Regions from separate parts of the Mus musculus genome. Here regions 1, 3 and 4 are each linked to region 2. Evidence: chromatin contacts called from public Hi-C, HiCAR-type and HiChIP or PLAC-seq data. All regions are on one chromosome and are shown on one strand. Each heading gives the region's core, a stretch centred on a gene start, on an enhancer-like site or on the middle of the called end of the contact. The rest is flanking DNA. Distances are from core to core; before and after follow the strand shown.

Evidence for each region. Hi-C and Micro-C count contacts between places; a contact is called where the count stands out from the background. HiCAR-type assays count read pairs that join an accessible place to other places. HiChIP or PLAC-seq counts read pairs in DNA pulled down with a chosen protein or histone mark.
Region 1: a HiCAR-type map of astrocytes shows a contact between it and region 2, with 2.3 times the contacts expected there. The contact joins the promoter of B3gat2 here to the promoter of Lmbrd1 in region 2. A contact is called at or near these places in 1 of 39 promoter capture datasets (pre-B cells) and 1 of 115 datasets of contacts at active chromatin or transcription factors (astrocytes).
Region 3: a contact with region 2 is called in an H3K4me3 HiChIP or PLAC-seq map of forebrain, with 6 times the contacts expected there. The contact joins the enhancer-like site here to the promoter of Lmbrd1 in region 2. A contact is called at or near these places in 3 of 39 promoter capture datasets (frontonasal cranial neural crest, hippocampal neurons and stem cell-derived epiblast-like cells), 1 of 484 Hi-C or Micro-C datasets (the N1E-115 cell line) and 2 of 115 datasets of contacts at active chromatin or transcription factors (embryonic hindbrain and forebrain).
Region 4: a Hi-C map of CD8 T cells shows a contact between it and region 2, with 4 times the contacts expected there. The contact joins the promoter of Sdhaf4 here to the promoter of Lmbrd1 in region 2. A contact is called at or near these places in 5 of 484 Hi-C or Micro-C datasets (CD4 T cells, CD8 T cells, the G1E-ER4 cell line and 2 more) and 1 of 9 other capture datasets (liver).

The regions. Positions count from the first base shown.
Region 1 is chr1:23,760,236-23,763,363 of GRCm38.p6, forward strand. It overlaps B3gat2 (beta-1,3-glucuronyltransferase 2 (glucuronosyltransferase S)), which reads left to right and starts at 1,691. Exons shown (of 4, transcript NM_172124.2): 1 at 1,691-2,993. The coding sequence starts at 2,400.
Region 2 is chr1:24,676,321-24,679,890 of GRCm38.p6, forward strand. It overlaps Lmbrd1 (LMBR1 domain containing 1), which reads left to right and starts at 2,224. Exons shown (of 16, transcript NM_026719.2): 1 at 2,224-2,496. The coding sequence starts at 2,437.
Region 3 is chr1:25,502,938-25,506,158 of GRCm38.p6, forward strand. It overlaps Adgrb3 (adhesion G protein-coupled receptor B3), which reads right to left. Exons shown (of 31, transcript NM_175642.4): 8 at 1,976-2,077; 9 at 1,496-1,602. Among named protein-coding and RNA genes, the nearest start is that of Gm25294, 53 kb to the left of the region's middle. Within about 2 kb of position 1,589, at least 45 of the 459 cell types and tissues checked have an H3K27ac peak or open chromatin away from gene starts, as enhancers often do. A contact at or near this core is called in forebrain and hippocampal neurons, where this site is marked.
Region 4 is chr1:24,004,078-24,007,355 of GRCm38.p6, forward strand. Sdhaf4 (succinate dehydrogenase complex assembly factor 4) reads right to left here and starts at 1,563. Exons shown (of 3, transcript NM_026503.3): 1 at 1,469-1,563. The coding sequence starts at 1,523.

The DNA.
Region 1 (3,128 bases), core at 441-2,940, 920 kb before region 2:
AAGGGAGAACGTTTGAGAACTCACTATTAGATGTCTGTATCTAAGTGTAACAAGGCCCCTAGTAGGCACCTAGACCTTAACACAACTGCCTCGGCGGAAGCACCGTTCAGGGTATAAAGCTCAGCATGTAGACCGTACCACCTGCCAAAACGGAAACAAAGGCCCAATCCATCAAAGTCCATATAGTCACGGGAAGTCTCAAAATGCACTAACCTTGCTTTTTACCTTTTGTAGTTCCGATTCTGACGCACTGTTCTTGTTAACTGAAGTATGTCAACCCAGAACGTGGCTTTTGTTGTTTAGGTTTGGTTTTTTGTTTTGTTTTATTTTTTTGTTTTTTGGTGTTGTTGTTGTTGTTGTTTGCTTAAACGCTCACCCTGAGAAAGCCTCAGCGCTACCTTGGGATTCAAACACCCAATGTAGTCACCGGCTGGCTAATAAATGCTTTATATATTTGCTTCAACCCAAGTCGGAGCAGTCTTCTCTAGTGACTACCCCACAACATAAGAGAGTAGTTGTGAAAATTCACAGGTGCGCAGTGCCAGACACCGAACCCAAGATGCAGGACACAGCCACGTGAAGGTGGAGGATCTGCCCCAGCGTGCTGCTTGTTCCTCAGGAACATAGTCAAAAGGATTTTCATGCGACAGAGAAAGTCGGGTTGCGGAGGAAAACGGAATCAGAAATGATTCATTGGGGGTGGGGGTGCTTTCCTCAGACTCCCTGGAATGTGCTTGGAATGAGAACAGCCTGGGGTTCGTTCGGCTAATAGATTCTCTATATATGAGAGGGTCTTCCAGGTATTTCCGCTTGCCATCCTCTGACCCACTTGATCTGATGGCATCACCTAGGAAGACCGGTCACTCACAGCCAGGCTGTGCTGATGATGTGCAGTGAAGAGGCAGTGGGTTCTATCCAGGACGCCCACGTTCTATTTCCACTAAGTCAGTTACCACTGACCTCAGGAAATTCCCTTAAGTCTCCATCTTCTGCTCCTTCATCCAGAAAATGAAGGTGATTCCACCTCCAAAGCCTCCTTGAAAGGATTACAGGGATGGTCCTGGGGGATAATTCCTGTGCCTGCAAACTGGGAAGGCTCCAACATGAACAAAAGCAAGTTACACATACTCAGCCGGAGTTGTCAAAATGTCCCCCACAGATCCAACTGTGGCCGAGCAGTTGCGATTGATTCCTTGGAATGGGCTGGCACACATGCCAGACACCTATGTGCGGCACCCCCTCCATCTCTGTGGGATTCTATTGATTTCTGCCTTTCAAGAGAAAGTGGTTCTCTTTGCTGAGGTTCTGTACACCAACCCTCAAGCCAGGGAAGGACCGCTTTGTCCCCTCCCTCTTTCTCCTTCTGCCCTCTTTAGGACTCCGGACTTGTCACACGTGAATGGGTTTCCTTGGCTGATCTCCAAAGACCCTGCAGCAGTTCAGTGAGCTGAACCCTGGGGCGATCTGAAAACAGCACCCACCACCTCCACACACACACACACACACACACACACACACACACACACACACCCCAGGCAGAGGTCGCGCAACCCAGCAGAGATCCTCCTCCCTCCCCCTGCCTCTGCCCGCAGGCAGCGCCTGGTGCCACCGGGCTCAGACCCCGCAGAGAGCCTTGGCCCTTCCCGCCTCCGCCCCGCAGCCCCTCTCCGCCAGTAGCAGCGCTGCTATCTTCCCACCGGAGCACTAGGAGGACGCCCGAGTCTGCAGCGCCCCCGCCCCCTCGCTTTTTCTTTCTTTCCCTGCTTTGGGATCTTGCTGTCTGGAGCCGGGAGAGGTTCCGAGAAGGAGAGAGCGGCACAGGTTTCTGCCGCGGCGCTCGAACGGGAGCTTAGGGACGCAGCATCCTCGGTGTCCACCCGGGATCGCAGCTGCACCGGCCGACATGTGACGGAGGAAAGCCCTCAGCATTCCCGGCAACCGCCTTCAAAGGGGTCCCGGAACGCTCGCCCAGGCCAGCAGCTGGATCCTCTTAGCCCTCAGCGACGCGGGACAGGAGCGGCAAGGTACAACGCCTGGTACGTTCCAGGCTCGCACTCGGGAAAAGAGCGCAGCGGGGACCGCCGCCTGGCTTGCACTCGGCACAACTCCGGGACCTGCGGAGTGCGGCTGGACCGTGTCCAGATTCCCGCCGACTTCATCCAGAGTGACCCAAGACCCTAGCCGGTCCTCCTGCACCCCCTGGAGTTCTAGCTTGCCCTGCATCTGCGCCGACCCCACAACGCCCAGGTCCCCGCAACGCCCCAGTCCGGAAGGGGAGCGCGCTTGCGGCTTCTCCCTGATTGCAGACGCTGCCGCTGTCCTAACTGCACACAGAGGTCCCCTACCCGGAGCCTAGTCCTTGCAGGGGGTGGTGTCCGAGACGCTGGGGAGCGCGCACCATGAAGTCCGCGCTGTGCAGCCGCTTCTTCATCCTCCTGCCCTGGATCCTGATTGTCATCATCATGTTGGACGTGGACCCCCGCAGGCCCGCGCCCCAACTCACTTCCCGTCCCTACTTCTCTCCCCATGCAGTGGGCTGCGGGGGCTCCCGAGTCCCGCTCCGACGGAGTAGCCCCGGGCGTGACGCTGCCGAGAAGCGGAACGAGTCTCGGCCTCAGCTGCAGCCGGAGCCGCGCTTGCCCACCATCTATGCCATCACACCCACCTACAGTCGCCCGGTGCAGAAAGCCGAGCTCACTCGCCTGGCCAACACCTTCCGCCAGGTGGCGCAGTTGCACTGGATCCTGGTGGAGGACCGGGCGACGCGCAGCGAGCTGGTGAGCAGCTTCCTAGCTCGGGCCGGCCTGCCCAACACGCACCTGCATGTGCCCACGCCGCGGCGCTACAAGCGACCGTGGCTGCCGCGCGCCACCGAACAGCGCAACGCGGGCCTCGCCTGGCTGCGCCAGAGGCATCAGCATCAGAGCGCGCAACCCGGCGTGCTCTTCTTCGCCGACGATGACAACACGTACAGTCTGGAGCTCTTCCAGGAGGTAGTGGTCCAGCGCCGATGGTGGGGTGTAGGGTGTGTGTGGGGGGGAGGGGGGACAAGGGGCGGTTGGGCCCCGAAGGTCTGCATGCCCTTTGTGCTTCCTGTACACTTTTGAGTTCTCAGTCCCTTCGAGCAC
Region 2 (3,570 bases), core at 974-3,473:
TCCTAACAGTGTCACTCCCTATGGGCCCAGCAAGCATTCAAACACATGAGTTTATTGGAGCCATATCTATTTAAACCTGTGGGGAAAGCCTGCAAATGAAAGGGATAGTCTACCATGTCGGGTCGGGATAGCTCCTCTGATCTCCACACAAAATGGAAGACTTCCTTCACCAGCAAGGCTTCCCTTTCTGGAACCTTGTCTGAGGAATCCAGTTTCTCTCATCTTCTACCTCTCTCTCTCTCTCTCTCTCTCTCTCTCTTTCTCTCTGCTCATATATAGTCCTTCTCTGCCCTGAATAAAGTGTACGCATACAAGCCCTCCCTGAAGAAAGGTATGTACACAAGCTAAGATGGTCTAAGAGAGCTATTCATCAAAATCCTTGGAGAAGGCCTTCTCCCTGGCACCTGCTCACACTAGACTGGAGTCCTGTAGACCCCACTGGTTCCGAATGCTGCTTCATCCTTCAAACCTGGTGTGTATCAGCTGTGTCTGGATACTTTAGAGAGGAAACAGAGGAGGTAGAACTACAAAACCACCACAAGTGGACTCAGTCGCTTCCTCTATTTTTGTTCTTCAGCTGCCATGAGGTAAAGTTTTTCTCTACCACACAGTCTTACATAATATACCATGTAAGACACCATGAGTCAAAGCAATAGATTGGATAACCATGGGTTCTAACCTCTGAAATCATAAACCATAATAAGACTTATAAATTGATTATCTCAAGTACTTTCACTTAGTGATGGACAACTGCCTAATGGAAGAGGTCTCAAGGAACCTATTTGAAAATGGACATAATACTACGATATAGAGAAAGGTGTTGTCTGATTCATACCAATGTGGAATGGGATCTGAATCCTATGGAAATATGCAAAAGTAAGTTATTTGTTCCATGGCAGAATTAGGGAAATGCAGCTTCAGGAGGAACAGCTTGTGCTCACAAAATTACTGATTATGTGATCGTTTTCAAAGAGGATTTGGGCCATTGAAGACAACAGGGATGACTGGTCTCAGGTGGTTTTTGATATCTCCTCTAACCAGCAAGCCTACTACAGAAGGGTTAAAAGGCATTGGCTCAAGAAGTAAAGCACAAGCATGACTTGTTGGTGATGCACTTGGGGACACACATGAGATCTCAGAGACGGACACACACTTCCACCAGAGAGTTTCTGATGGGACCGGTTCATATAAAACACATTCTGTTTCCACTTTCTTCTCATTTCGACACTTCTACCCAACCCTTAACTACTGCAGACTTCCAGTCAGAAATAAGACCAAGGTGAGTAATAATATCACAGCAGAATAAACTATAGCGACGATGGAGTTCATCCATAAACTGTTTTGACTGCATCCTAAGTGTCTTAGTGTCCTAAGGATGGAAGTGTTTATTGGGTTCACAGTGCAAGGTTTCAGCGCATTGTTGTGGTGATGTTATAGACAGCAGGAACTAGAGGTGGCTACTCACATCCAAGGTCAAGCGCACACAGCAATGAGTTATGCACGCATGCTAAGTAAGTCTTCAGTTCTGGTCCAGGGATGTGGAAATGTTACCACCCACATTCAGGGTGGGGCTTCTCACCTCAGCCCAATTAAAGGAAAAAATCCCTCACAAGCCCACAGGACAATGTATTCGAGACAATTTGTCACTGAGTCTTCCGAGATGGTTCTGCATTGTATCAAGCCCACAGACAAACGTCCACAATCAAAACTAAATATCACGCCGGGGTTTGTTTATTCAATTTAAATACACACTAATACACCACGGGACCCAGGCAAGCATCCCAGGTTTTCCCTCAGCTTCACATAAGATTTACAACAATCTCTGTTTTGTTCACTTGAGCATATTATTAGCACCTACAGTTCATAGACTCGGACATTTTAATTGTATGAAACCATCATGGAAATTCACAGGTACGCGCAGATGGAAAAAACAAAACAAAACGAAACATCACGTGGTAGCACAGTGCCGTCAAGCAATGACGTGACCTGGTCATCAGCAAATTATAAAGTCATCTGGGCAGATGACATTCTTTTATTCTGAGTCATTCCTGCACCAGGATGACTTCTGATTGCATAATGGGATCAAAACCTTGTTTTTGGAAGCAATGAAAACCCGTAATGTCACTCTACATTCAGAGGCACAGACACAGCCCTGCCTCCGTAAAGCTCCTAGAGTGCCAGCAAGATCAAGTGGCACGCAGGCCGCGCGTGGGCGGGCAGCGTGGTGACGTCACGGTGCGTCGGGTGCGCCCCGCCTCGGCTCGGCTGGTCGCCAGGGGACGCTCGCGGGCCGGGTCTCCTTGGCAACCCTCCGCTCTGCCCCTCCGCCCCTTTAACCTTTAGGCTGCGCAGTTCCGGGTCCCTCTTCGTTCCGTCCCGTCCCGTCCCGTGCCTTCCCTCCCCACCCCTTTGGGCTTATCCGGACCGGAAGCGAAGATGGCGGCGGCGGCGGCCGAGCTGGTGATCGGCTGGTGCATCTTCGGCCTCTTGCTCCTGGTAGGGGAGGCGCTCCGAGTTCTCCCAGGGTGAGGGGGTGGGAGGAGGAGGAGGGCGGGCCAGCGCTGGCCTCGCCTGTCGGGGACCCTCCTCGCCCGCCCTGCTCTCTGCTGGGTCCGCGAGGGTCTCCGGAGGAAGGCGAAGAGGCGCTGATCCTCCGCGGTCTCCTTCCTAACTTCAGCCAGCTTCTGTCTCTTGTCTGAGAATGTAGCTGGCGGGTGAGTTTGGGGACGAGCGACCCTCGGGGTGGAGAAAGGCGTGATCACGGCTTGAATTGGAGTCCTCACCGCCTCTGGGCCAGGCTTCTGGGCTCTGACAGAATCAATTGTTTATTTGTTTAAATGCCTCCTTCCCCCCCCGCCCCCCCTTGTTTCCCCGCGCCCATTGTGCGATTCTGCCTTGATGACGTGAGTGTCACGTTCTAGGTATTACATTCCACTTAGAACGCTGTAGAGCCGCTTGGCCAGGCGGGAGGTTATTACCTGTCTGACCTCAGGTGCCTTCTTTTCCAGACTTCTCTGATCATTGGGTGCACAAAACCCAACTGTAGTGACTCAGAGTGACCTGGTTGTTACTTTCTGACTTCGTTTAGTTTGCTTCTCTTATGACATTTCATATTGTCAAATCCTTCCCCACTCTACAAAGACTTCAGTCCTATGGTCAGTTAGTGTTTGCATTTTGAAACTCGTCCGATGTGTTTCAGATTCCCTATACTGACCCTTGGGTAGTTTGTTCAGGTAGTCAAGTTTTTCAGTTTTTCATCAGGTAGCGCGCGCACGCGCGCACACACACACACACACAGAGATACAGACACACACACAGACACACACACGCACACGACACTTGCCTTGCATGTTCAGGAACCCTAAATTCAGTCTTAGTACTGGCATGCTCCCTTCACTTTAACAAATCCCATTGCCCTGGGCCATGCTTAGCTTGTGTCCTGGAGGGAGGCTATCTAGCCCTGTACTAGGAGAGAATTCACTGGCTTTCCCAGCCCATATGTTTAGTGAAAAATAAGCATGTTACCAGCAGGAACGTAGAGTTGGAGTATCTTGATTAATGAAAAAGCAT
Region 3 (3,221 bases), core at 339-2,838, 830 kb after region 2:
TGAAATATAATGGTCTGAATCAGTGATAGATATTATTAAAAGAGAGTTTATATATTATGCTCACATATTTTAATGTGTCATAAATTTATGTATATATTAAATCCTGTCATGTAGAAAAGTATATAATATATATGTATATTATATATATTATACTTAACATATATATTATATTTAAATTTTTAAAGCCAAACATTATCTAGAATTGACATTTGGTTATATAGAAAGTATAAAATTGTGTATTTCTGTAGTATACATTATATAACATGAAAAAGTATATTTATGATAAAATAAACATTTTTATGTAATATAAACATGTATATGATAAAATAAGGCTTCATGTAGCCAAATAATAACTCATTGATGTATACATACAAACAAATTTGTATGAGCAATGGAATACATAAGACTATACATTTAAATGGTCATCAATTACATAGCTAATTTGATATATGAATGCAATGCACTAGATAGCCTTTGGTTTAGACTTTCTAAAATGAGTGTTTTGTTTTTCTGGTAGTTAAATAAGTAAGTACTCATTCTATTAGGTGTTGTAGTTATTGCATAAGGTACCCTTTTCATACACAAGCAACAATATGTTCACTGTGTGTGTGCGTGTATGTGTGTGTGTATGTTTTGACTGACAATGAGAACATAAAACAAGACAGAAGTCAAGTACAGCATGGAGTCTCTTAACACCGCTGTGTTTGGCTCCCTTTTTCTTTCCATTCTCCGCATTGTCCACCATGCCTGTGTGTGGAGGACTTCATGACTGCCAGGATGAGATGACAGCATCCTCTGAATAATGACAATGACTTGCACTTGAGCAAGACTAAGCAGAACTTAATTGTATTCAAAATATTCTGCACCATTGGCATAAGATAATCCTCTGGGCGTATTTTATAAGGAGCTGGAATTTAAAATACAGAAATGTGATTGCTATTTTGAATATCATCTTCTGTGACTAATTCAATGGTTTCTGGAGGGGAAAAGTCATTTTTGGAAAATCTGGCCACGTTATCTTCTGTGGTGCAAGGAACCATCACTTTCTTCATATTTTAAACTGCACAAGAAATTTGACATCTAAGTAACACAGCTTTGTCCTTCTCCAATTACTGCAAAGTGAAAGACGTTTAATTTAAAATGTACAATGTTTTGAAATAATCATGTAGTATTTAATGAAGACTTGAACCAATCATGATACATAACTGGGTTACTGCATGTAAATCTGAGAAAGATTTTGCTCTGGCCCTTTCTCCCATCAGAAAGGGAATATTTTCATTTAAATTGCCAGGATCCATAAAAACCCAAGCTCGAGGAACAAAACAATTTAGATCACGCTCACAGAAATCAGCTTCCTATCCCACCCCTTTTTTCCTTGGGGCATTTCTTCAGAGGTTTTTACTGATTTGATTATACAACAGAAGGTTAAATTCTCACATAGTGATCATTAGGAAAAAATAAACAGAGCAAGTACTAAAGCTGGCTTTGCACCTACTGAATGCTGCAAGTGTCTGTACTCATTGGATATGCATCTTGCAAAGCTCGGCTGTTCCCAGGAGGCCACTCCATGAAGACTGAGAGAGCAGCGTCTGCTAGTGGTGCCTGCGAGTCACAAAGAACAGAGAGACGCTTTATAGCAGGATGCTAGAAGGCATAGCACTGGGAGGCAGACTGCAAACTGGGTTTATGCTATTTCTTTTTGCTTTAGAAAACATTCACATGATTTTGTAGTGTTTGGGTTTTTGTTTTTGTTTTTTAAATTCAAGCATCATACCGAGGATGCAATGCATCGGCAACATTTTTGAAATCTCTTAATTGACTGCATTTATGAAGCATGTTACAAATACTGTTCTATCAACTGCTTATTGGCCATATTTATTTATAGAATGCAGACAAAGGCAGGATGTGCTAAGCAAATGTAGCATGCATCTGGGATATAAGCATTATTTGCTATGGGTGTGTCATCTTACTATACCTGTGGCATTCAGTGGACATTGATTGAATGCCAGGTCGCCTGCAGGAGTCCTTTTCCACACCATTGATATAAGATAATCCTCTGGGCATATTTCATAAGGTGCTGGAATTTAAGATATAGAAATATGTATGTCAGCTGTGGTTATGTTTTCAAATGTTGGCAATAACATTCCTCCAATGCATCTAAATGTGAAATTCTTTTTCTTCTATAAAGGATATTATTTACAGACATGTTAGAGATGTGCTTATAAAGAAACCACCAGGTCTCATTGAACAGTCTCCCAACGGTTCTTTTAAAAGAACCAACAGGGTCTTTAAAAGCTTCATAGTGTACAGGCTTTTATTGATATGTCAATGATGTTTTCAAACAAATGAACACATTCAAATATATTGATCAACAATCTTTCAAAATTCATTGAACTTTTAGATGTTAATTTTTCAACAAACCAGCTCTGCTTTGAAATTGTTGATGACACTAAGAAATATGTATATACACACACACATAGGCACACACACACACACAAACACACAACCAGTCAAGCAGTACTAGGCAGGTGCTCTACCACTGAGCTGTATCCACAGGCCAAGTTATGAAAACATTTTGATTTAATCTTTATGTCATACTGATTTTATAATCGCAATTTATTTACAAATTAAAAATTATAATGGAAAATTTAAGAATAACATACTACCAAATTATTGTTTTAATTATTTCTTTTATTTTTTGAGATTATAGTATCACCCTTTTCCTTTTCTCCATCCAAACCTCTCATCTGGATACGCCTCCTTGCTTTCTTCAAACTAATGTTCTCGTTTTCCATTAATCGTTATCTATCTATCTATCTATCTATCTATCTATCTATCTATCTATCTATCTATCTACCTTGTATAATGAATCATGAAACAATGAGACTCCCTCAATATTGTACATTCTATCTCAGAACATATGAACCCTCTTTACATTTCTATATTGTTGATCAAAAATGCAACTGCACACATTACATCTTGACATTGTATTTTATTTGCAAAGTGGATTAATTTGGAATTGCACATGTCATCACAGGTCAGCACACTTCTGTCTCCTTTACAAATGTCGCAATGAGGCTACAAGGAAGAAGGTCCCCTGTGGAGGTAGACATGGTGTGGGTATCAGTAAAAGTTGGATTTTAGAGTTCTAACTCCTCAGTAGCTTCCTTTAGACTTCCCAAATACCTTCTTTGTTACTTTAAATCATTCAAAATATTCTT
Region 4 (3,278 bases), core at 313-2,812, 670 kb before region 2:
CCCTCGCACCCTTGATCACTAATTGAGAAAATGCCTTACAGCTGGATCTCATGGAGACATTTCCTCAAGGGAGGCTCTTTCCTCTGTGATAACTCCAGCTTGTGTCAAGTTGGCGCACAAAACCAGCCAGTAAAACATTCAGTAAGATAAACTGAGCCAAAAAAGTGTATTTTTTCTTTAAGGAAAATCTTTTATTTACTATGTCATGCCAATTTTGGCAGGTGTATTATTGAAGTCAGATGCATTATGGGAAGGAACATACACAAAATTGATAATGCTGCCTAAAATATCAATCAGAGTGCAAACCGCCCAAGCTATATGCCCCTTACTCTTATCCTCTTCCTGTAGCTCCATAAAAGACCAGAGGCAACGAATCAGGCCTCCTTCACTCTGGTTTAAATAAAGTGTCCTTGCTACTTTATAATCAGTATGGGTTTTAATTTCAATCCCTTGACTAAGGAAGCACCTGGCTTGCCCTGATCCTGACAGCAGAATCATTAAATCAGCATCCATTAAGGATCCATTGTGCTGGGGCATGGGGAAACACACACCAGCAGGTGTAGCAGCCTATACTGATGTTTCTAGAATTGTCCAAGTATCCACGAGGGTACATTTCAGGGTGGTATGATCTTGAACTGTGAGTTGTTAGAAAAAGCAATGAATACAATCAGCATAAAATCCTTTCCAGGAAGAAAACCTCATACAGGCACTTAATGGAAAAGGTCTATCACATTTGTACACGGGTTTGTTAATGTTTCTTTTGTTTCAAAACACTGGAATGCTGGATAAACAGTAATAAGGATTTGGAGCGACCCTTTCGGTTTCTATAATTCTCACAGATCATTTAAGATTTTAGCAGCCAACAGGTATTAAATATGTGAAGGGAAACATTAAAAAGTAAAATAAAAACCAGGCCACTTGTTATGAAAGCAGTAATTCTGTCTTTGGTTTACAAAACTTCTCAGGGTTATCATCAAGTAAACTTGCATTCTGCGTGCTCTTTGATATGATAATTGAGGGGTATATTGAGAAAGAATGCAATAGTTCTGAAAACTTTAGCTTCTACAGAAAGACGAGGGCATCTCTTCTAACAGTTCTTGGCTTTGTGAAATTTTTATTTTGTTCTTTGCTCTACGTGTGCACTTCCCCAACGTTTGAACCAGGCTGACCTTGAACTCAGAGATCCTCATGCCTCTGCCAGCCTAGTGCTGGGTCTATAGGCATGCGTCCCTTGTCCGGGTATAAATTATTCTTGATGTAAATAAACCTGTAAATTAATGACACTGGTCTTTTCCGTATTTTTCTAGCCGCATCTAAGAGCGAGGCGCTTTTCGAAAACCCTACGCCAAGCACCGCTAATGCTTCTGTAGCCACCGCGGCAGCGTCTCCGCGCCTGCGCCCTCGCATTTCGGAACTCGGCTTCCCACGCGGGCCCCCAACTCTCAGGACCCCGGGCGGATGGCCTTACTTGCTGCTCTCCAGACGAAAGTCATCCGTGAAACGGAAAGGGTCGTGGAGACCATTGCGCCGGCTCCCACAGCGTCTGCGCACGCGCACCAAGGTGGGAGGGGCGCTCCACAGGGGAGCCCGCGCCCTCTGCGCAGGCGTCAACGAGGGCAGAGAAGGGCGGAGCTTCGTTGTGTCCCTGGAAATCCTCAACTGCTCAACTGCCTCGGGTAATCCTGCAGTGCCTTGTCCTCACAAGTCCTCGCCCTTGGTCCTGCGCAGTACCTGGGCAGCGCTCTTAGCTATTCCGATGGACTTAAAAGACAAAACCAAAAGCCTGCACGAAAGTAATAAATTCTAGAGTTCACACCACCTTAGTGTATGATGCTTTAAGGAGGGAAGTTCAAAGTCCAATACAGAGATGGAAACTTGAATCACCCTAATTTAATTGCTCCATAAATCTGTAGTTAAAAATACCTAACATAAAACATTTAATTAGATTGAAGATTCCCACATTTTGAAAAAATTTTAGTACGTTCAAATATTGTCATGTGAATTGATTATTGAGATTGTTCCATGACAGGGATCTGTTAGAAATTATTTTAAAACACAGGCTGGAGAGATGGCTTCTCTTTCAGAGGACCTGGGTTCTATTCCCAGCACCAACATGGCAACTAGTTTCTAACCCCAATTCCGGAATGTCTGACACACTCTTCTGGACTTTGTTGGCACTAGGCATACACATGGCATGCAAACTTGCATACATACAAACATACATTGCAAACATACTTACATCATACCAGCAAAGCACTCGTACAAAAGAGATCTTTTAAAAATATTGAGCTTAAAACCCTTGAAATATGACAGCTAAAAGTTTCCCCCCATTATTAGAAAACAAACCAAACTCATAGCTGGTCAGACGAGTGGTCCATTAAATTCCCATCTTGCGGTCAAGAGTGCTGACCCCCAAGAACACCTTGATCACCTCACCTTCCTCCTAGCACAGCTGTGTTTCTCAGTGGCTCCATTAATACAATAGCCACAGTGATAAGAACAAAGGCACCAATGTACATTGAACTGTCTTTCTCCTCCCAGGACTTACTGGCTAGCACCACTAACTTAGCAACTCGTGACTGACTTGATCTGTGTCTTTCATCACTAGAGTGGTTTTGTGTTGTTTGTATTTTTTGTTTTTAATGCAGGAGTGCTGTCTACATGTACACCTGCATGCCAGAAGAGGTTATCAGATCCCTCTATAGATAGTCCTGAGTCACCATGTGGTTACTAGGAATGGAACTCAGGTCCTCTGAAAGAGCAGCCCATATTCCTAACTCCTGAGCCATCTTACCAGCTCTCAACCTGCACTATAGTATTAAGCAGCCTGGGAGACAGAGCTGACTTCAAGAGAATCAATTCACCTATCCAATTATGAAGGTAGCAACTTGCTCTTAAATAATTATGTTTGAACTGTGTTAGATTATAGGCGATTCCACTAGACGCCTCCCAGGGACCTAGCAACAGCTTGTCTTCCCCTGCTACTACCTCCAGCTCTGCTCCCACATTCCTTTCTGTCCTTCTCTGTGCTCCATCCTCTTCTCTGCGCTCATAGCTCTGCTCCCACCGTCTACATGTCTGCCTCTACCCTTCTCCAGGTCCTTACTCCCCTTCTCCCCCCACCCCCAATAGGAGATCTATTGCATGGTATAAATTCTCAGGGGCACACCTTGGCATGTTAGCACCAGGTACACCCTTACTGCATTATCTTTCATAACAAACTGTTTTCCTGGTTATCTTTCCTTTCATACAGTTCACCTGTGGCCCTAGTGAATGCT